2 separate regions of the Mus musculus genome follow, and region 1 is linked to region 2. A link is a contact called in public Hi-C data. All regions are on one chromosome and are shown on one strand. The core of a region is the stretch at or near the end of the contact, and the rest is flanking DNA. Distances in the headings are between cores, read along the strand shown. Region 1 has its middle 5.2 kb from the start of Gm34507. Region 2 has its middle 20 kb from the start of Gm34259.

Evidence for each region. Hi-C and Micro-C count contacts between places; a contact is called where the count stands out from the background.
Region 1: a Hi-C map of the N1E-115 cell line shows a contact between it and region 2, with 3 times the contacts expected there. The contact joins two enhancer-like sites. A contact is called at or near these places in 1 of 15 datasets of contacts at CTCF or cohesin (the NIH/3T3 cell line), 1 of 484 Hi-C or Micro-C datasets (the N1E-115 cell line) and 1 of 115 datasets of contacts at active chromatin or transcription factors (large pre-B cells).

The regions. Positions count from the first base shown.
Region 1 is chr17:4,901,610-4,904,661 of GRCm38.p6, reverse strand. No RefSeq gene overlaps it. Among named protein-coding and RNA genes, the nearest start is that of Gm34507, 5.2 kb to the left of the region's middle. Within about 2 kb of position 1,276, at least 5 of the 459 cell types and tissues checked have an H3K27ac peak or open chromatin away from gene starts, as enhancers often do. A contact at or near this core is called in the N1E-115 cell line, where this site is marked.
Region 2 is chr17:4,591,109-4,594,071 of GRCm38.p6, reverse strand. No RefSeq gene overlaps it. Among named protein-coding and RNA genes, the nearest start is that of Gm34259, 20 kb to the left of the region's middle. Within about 2 kb of position 1,626, at least 2 of the 459 cell types and tissues checked have an H3K27ac peak or open chromatin away from gene starts, as enhancers often do. A contact at or near this core is called in the N1E-115 cell line, where this site is marked.

The sequences.
Region 1 (3,052 bases), core at 27-2,526, 310 kb before region 2:
GCCCGGCTAAAAAAATTTCTTAGCAACTCTTTTAGCATTTCTTTTTGTTTGTGTGTCTTTGTACTATGTGTGTGTACATGCACGATGGTTGTATTTATGTGTTTGTGTGTGATAATGTTTACGTACCACGGCGGGCATCTGAGTAGAGGCCAGAGGGCATCAGTTCTTGCCTTCCGTCTTGTTATGGCATCTCTCTTTGGCTCCATGCTGCCAACTCCAGGCTAAATGGCTCACAAGATTTCTGGGAGATTCTTCTGTTTCCCATCTCCGTGTGAGACTGCTGGGATTACAGTCTTGCGGTAAAGTGTCTGGCTTTTACATTCCGGGGATCTGAACTGGGAACTCAGGTCATTCTACTTGCACAAAGACTGCTTTGTACCTGCTTAAAACAATACTGAGAGCTTCGGAGGCAGAGGCCATATCGCTGTTCTCATCCCTAATTCCACGGGTGCTGCCTAGAACAGTTTTGCATGTTGAAAGTAAAGCTAGCTAGTGGACATCTTTGAGTTAATAAGGGCAGACGGTGCAGTGCTTGGATTCCAGAGATGGAAAGTATGGCTTGGTAATCTCAGGTTGCCAACTTAAGTTCTTTAAAGTCCAGAAGCTTCTTTGGTAAAATGGAAAAAGTATACTTACCTGCTAGATTCATTTATACGATGAAACAATGTATGTGAAGTGCTTCATCTAATGTTCATATGTAACGTAGAAATAATATAGTTGTGTTACATATGATAAATAATATGCATGCATCTATCATCTATCTGTTTTGTTTTTATTACAGAGATTTCTCCATCCCTGGAGCCATGCCTCCCTTAACCACACTCCTAAAAAAATCTATTATCTATCTAATCTATCTATCTATCTATCTATCTATCAATCAGTATGTGTCTATTTATTTATTTTATGTGTATGGGTGTTTTTCCTGAATCCATATTTATACACATATGTGTCTGGTAGCCATGGTGGTTACAGAGGTTAACATATGGCCTAGTCTAGAGTTACAGATGTTTGTGAGCTGCCATGTGGGTGCTGGGAATTGAGCTCTGGTTCTCTGCAAGAACAAGTACACTTGACCATGAGGTCATTGCTTCAGCCTCCCCCTCCCCCGACCGCATGTGCTTTACGCACATCTTTATGATGTCTTTCTTTGAATATGCAGCAAGCATCTTGTTGCCTCCTCCTGAATTTCTTGGAATCCTGGCTCTTGAGACATTTCCTCTCAGGACATGACTGTAATCTTCAAGACTGAGGAACTGGGTCTAGGTGAGATCATTTGTAGGTGGGCTGGTTGATATCATGCAATCTGCTTCCAGCAGTGTTCCAGCAGCCAGCAGATAGCATCGACCTTCAGCCTTGACAGTTGCCCATCTGGTTTTTCCCTCCTGTTTAATGCCAGCTGCTGTCTAATCCCAAATCAGAACTACCCAGTTGAGCTCGCCCACAGCGCTGTGAAGAGTCAATAAATAATAAATGTGTAAGATAGGCTGTGCACCAAATGTGCACTCCAAATTTTGTGTGTTGGAAACTTAATAACCAAAATCTTGTGCTAACGGCTCTTGAAGGGGTGGAGCTTTTGCAGCTTCATAAGTTGCTGAGGGAGTGGCTGTGTTGTAAAACACACTTGCTCTGTGCTATTGTGGGATGCTCTCTGCCACATTACGATCTAGCAAGAGAGCCTACATCCGAAACTGAGCAGATGTGGCTGCTAGTCTTGGATTTCTGGCCTCCAGAACTGGCAGCTAAAGAGATTTCTCATCTTTATAAATTTCTTGGTCTTAGGTGTTTAGTCGTAGCAATAGAAAATGACAGAGACAACTGGTTTTTATGACATTTTTAAATTTTATGGTAAGTACTAAACCCATTTGTTTAATAAATATAGATGGAATAACCTAGCTGCTTGGTAGGTTTTTCTTGAGCTCATTCTTCCTGTCCCTGCTACTCTTCACCTACAGAAAGCCTGATAGCATTGATCCCCGAGGTTGCTTAAGCCAAATACAGGCTACAAAGAATCTCTCATGCTCTTTTCTCAGGAGTTTGGAGCCTAAATTGGGGAAAATTTATTTATTTAGTAGAAAGGGAAGTTTTTTTTTTCTGTTGTGAAATTCATACCTGAGTGTTATATTCCCATCTCCCCCAGCTCCCTCTTAAATCCATGATCCATTCTTTAATTACCATTGTGTGTCCTCCGTGTCCACTCGGTTCTCTCTCACCTACCCACAAGATAAAGATGCCACTATTCATGGGGCTGGCTTGCCAGCTGGATTGTTGGGATTCACGGATTTTACGATAGATAGGACTATTGATTGCTTCTGTCCTTTGGCAGCTTACACAGCACTTCTGAAGTCTGTGAGCGAGCCCTCAGGGAGGAGGCCTCCAGTCAGCCCCTGCTCAAGTCCTCCAAGTGCCAAGGTTGGGAAGGTGTGTTCTCTTCACCTAGAGGAGCTTACCCAAGGTAAATGGTAAAAGTGCGTATTGTTCGGGGGTCTCTCTGGCTCCACTGACCAAGAATTTGAAGGCAGGTTTCCCATTCCTGGCCCTGGGTTTTTGTTAGAAACTCTATGGTTCTCAGGCAAAGCATCATTCCCCTTGACATAACTCCAGGAAGAAAATCTGATCTAAGCTGGATGGTGTGGCACAGGTCTTTAATCTAAGCACTCAGGAGGCAGAGGCAGGTAGATCACTGAGTTTGAGGCTAGCCTGGTATACAGAATTAATTCTAGCATAGCCCCAGGGCTACACAGAGAAACCCTGTCTCAAAAAGTCAACTAACTAACTAACTAACTAACTAACTAGCTAATTAACTAATATGATCTATATGAATTTTATGAGTAAGCTTATAAAATGTTTCTGTATGACTTTATCAAACATCCTTAGTGCTATCTATTTCTTACCCCACACTCCCATATTATTAGTCTTTCCTATAATGGCTAATCTTGGTTGTCAACTTGACGAACTTGGGAAGAGGGAAACTTCACCGAGGAATTTCCCCCATTGGATTGACCTGTAGGCATGTCTGTGAGCATTTTCTTGATTACTAATTAGTATAGGAGGA
Region 2 (2,963 bases), core at 377-2,876:
ACATTCAGTTGTTGCTTCTATACCTGGTAGAGGCAGAGCTGGGAACCATGCCATCACTAAAGACAAACAACACTCCAAATTGTGTATGAGCAAGCCTAGTACATTCCATGTTATGGATAACTGGCACTTCCTGGGGTAAACAGATTGGATGTGATTCTCTGTGTATTACTAAGGGATGACATTACCGGGGTTCTTAGATATAATTTTAAACAAAACACTTTTAATTTTCACTTTGGGCTCTAAGGTTATTTTACAATTATAGTGTGACTCTCAGGATCCCAGAGTTCAATTACCTACTTTAAAATAGGAATATCAATGTACAAAAGTATTTTCTATTGTTTAAAAGATGGACTTATGTATTAATAGATACATATAACAAATATAAACAACGTCAAAAAGCAAGAAAGGCAATCACATATTTAAAAACTCTTTTATTACTATTCAACAAGGGGGAAAATTGTTCTATTGTGCCACTTAATGGAAAGCATTCTGGAGGGAGCAGCTGCTGACATCACTGCTAACATGGCACAAGAGTGTTCATGGTTTTATAGAGCATTTTAATTCTTTTATGCACTGTTTCTATCACTGTATCCCATTTCATTGTGTGAGTTTTCTATTTTCTTCTGGATAATATCATGTTTCTGGGTTTTACTCTACGAGAGGGATGCTGGCTTGCCTGTGACAACTCATCCCGCTTGGTAGTCATGGTTGGTGGAGCCTTCTAGGCTGTCCTTTGTGTCTCTTCTCCCTTGTCCTCATTTGATCCAAAATGAAGATACTATCTTGTCATTCATCCCTCGTAAGAGAGAAAGCAGAGAGAAAAAAAAAGCCAGCCACAGTGTCCTAGCCCCTCTTTCCAGTTTAATTTGTGGAGGCGGAGCCAAGGGGGATCTGTCAGACTCTTCTTGTTTCCAAGAAGAAGGTCTTCCGAGGCACTTCATGCCTCTGTGTGGGGATACGAAGAACAAGACACATTTCATAACTTTTCTGCAACCCTGACAACTGTGCTCTCCTGAGGCTTCCTAGGGACTAGAGTGCCCTTCACAGGCAATGGCCAGTTCCTGGCCCTGGATCTCCAGCAGGTTACAGACTTTCTTCTGTTCTTGTTCTCTTTCTGACCAGCCTTGGGCTCTGCGTGCCCTGCGTGCAGGAGGCCAGACGGTCTGCAGCATGGTGGAGCATCCAGGGACCTCCTCTTCCTGTTCATCTCTGTGGGACCGGAGGTGGCAGCTGGGGATGAACATGGGTCACTTCAAGGCGTCTGGCAGAGAGTGCTACATCTGTTCCTACTACCAGCAGACAGGATGAAAGTAATTATATCCAGGTCCTGGATAAAACGCCAATGCTCGAAAACATAATGCAGACTACTGTTCTTCACTAGAGAGGATCTGTTAGTGTCACAGAAGCTCTGGTGTGGGCCTCTCTAATGAAGTCAGCATCTCCACAGGGCACAGTTGGAAGGTGTTGCTGGGAGCTGAGGCACACTCCCATTCAGACCACTGGCTTATAGAAAAGCATCTAGAAGTGTCTGGAGGCCGAGTAATGAGCCAGGCTGGGTATCTTTTCTCCGGGCCTTTTGGCTCCCTGGCACCAAGGGAGGGCTTGGAATGTTTGGAGCAGAGAGCTGGATGGTGGGAAGATAGGTACATGGGATAATGTGCAGAGTCCCATCATGCTTCACTGTTCAAGGGGCCACTGCCAGGTGCCTTCGTGAGCGAATGAGGGCAGCGGCAAGAGTCAGGACCAGAAGTAGGCAGATGTCTGCCCCCTTCTGTGTCTGCTGCCGATTGGCCAAGTGACTATAACACGCCTACTTGATTTTTCTGGGTTTACCTTCTTACCTAGAAACAGAAGATGAGACCAGGTAGGGGGTAGGTAACAGCTTCTGAACTCCAAGGTTCAAAAGTGTTTCTGAAAAACAAAAAAACAAAACAAGAAAAAAAACCATGACTGCTCAGGTGACTCATCTCATTTTAGTCCACCCAGCAGGGAAGTAGGGACAGAGATACCTCCAACATCCCATGACCCAGTTACCCCGATGCAGCTTGGCATATAAGTTACCCTAGCCCTAGTGCAAATGGGACTGTTCGGTCATGCGTATGTACACAGAAAGATAGACCGCTCAAGTGTGTCATATGGTATGCACATCACAGAAATGTGTTCATGTCAAATGTCATCTTGCTACCTGTCTCTTCAGTGAACTTGTTCGGACCCCAGGGGACCTTTGTATCTTTCAGAGTCCACACCCAATACCTTGGATATGGAGGCAGATAGCCACCCATCGCAAGCAAGGCCTTAGTAACCACCTTTGGGGCTGTCTTTCACTAACTGTAGGGGCCTGAACGAGTGACTTCATATCTCCAGGTTACCATTTACTCCCATGGAAAATAGCCATAATAATAACATCTCCTTGGTAAGTGTTTTCAGAGCTAAATTGAGCAGTACATGATAAATCTTTAGTGCAGTGTCTGGCCCATGAAAAGGTCCAGTAAGTGTTTACTAGACATTCTGGATGTAATTTCATTAAATTCCGGGTATAATTTCATTTTTCCCATGTCTGTCATTTAACTGATCACTGTGATGTTTGCTATTATGCACATTGCTGCACTGACCACTTTCTAGGTGAGTTAGATAGCTGTCTGTGCACTTAAGACATGTTCCTAAAAGCACAGCCTTGGAGCTGAAGAGCATGCGTGCTTCAGCACTATCAATACACAGAGCCAAACTGGCTTATGGGAAGGTGGAAGTTGCCCATGAAAGTAGCTATTCCCCATACCCATAGCCAGTAGATACTAAACATACTTACTGTCCTTATTTTTCTAATTCACTATAGGGTCTACCTCCTTATTGTTTTTGGAGGGAGGCTGGTCTGGAACTTGTTTGTAGCCCATGCTTGTCTCAAACTTGTGGCTATCCCCTGCTTAGCCTCTTGAGTAGCAGGATTATAGCTGTGAGTCAGCAGG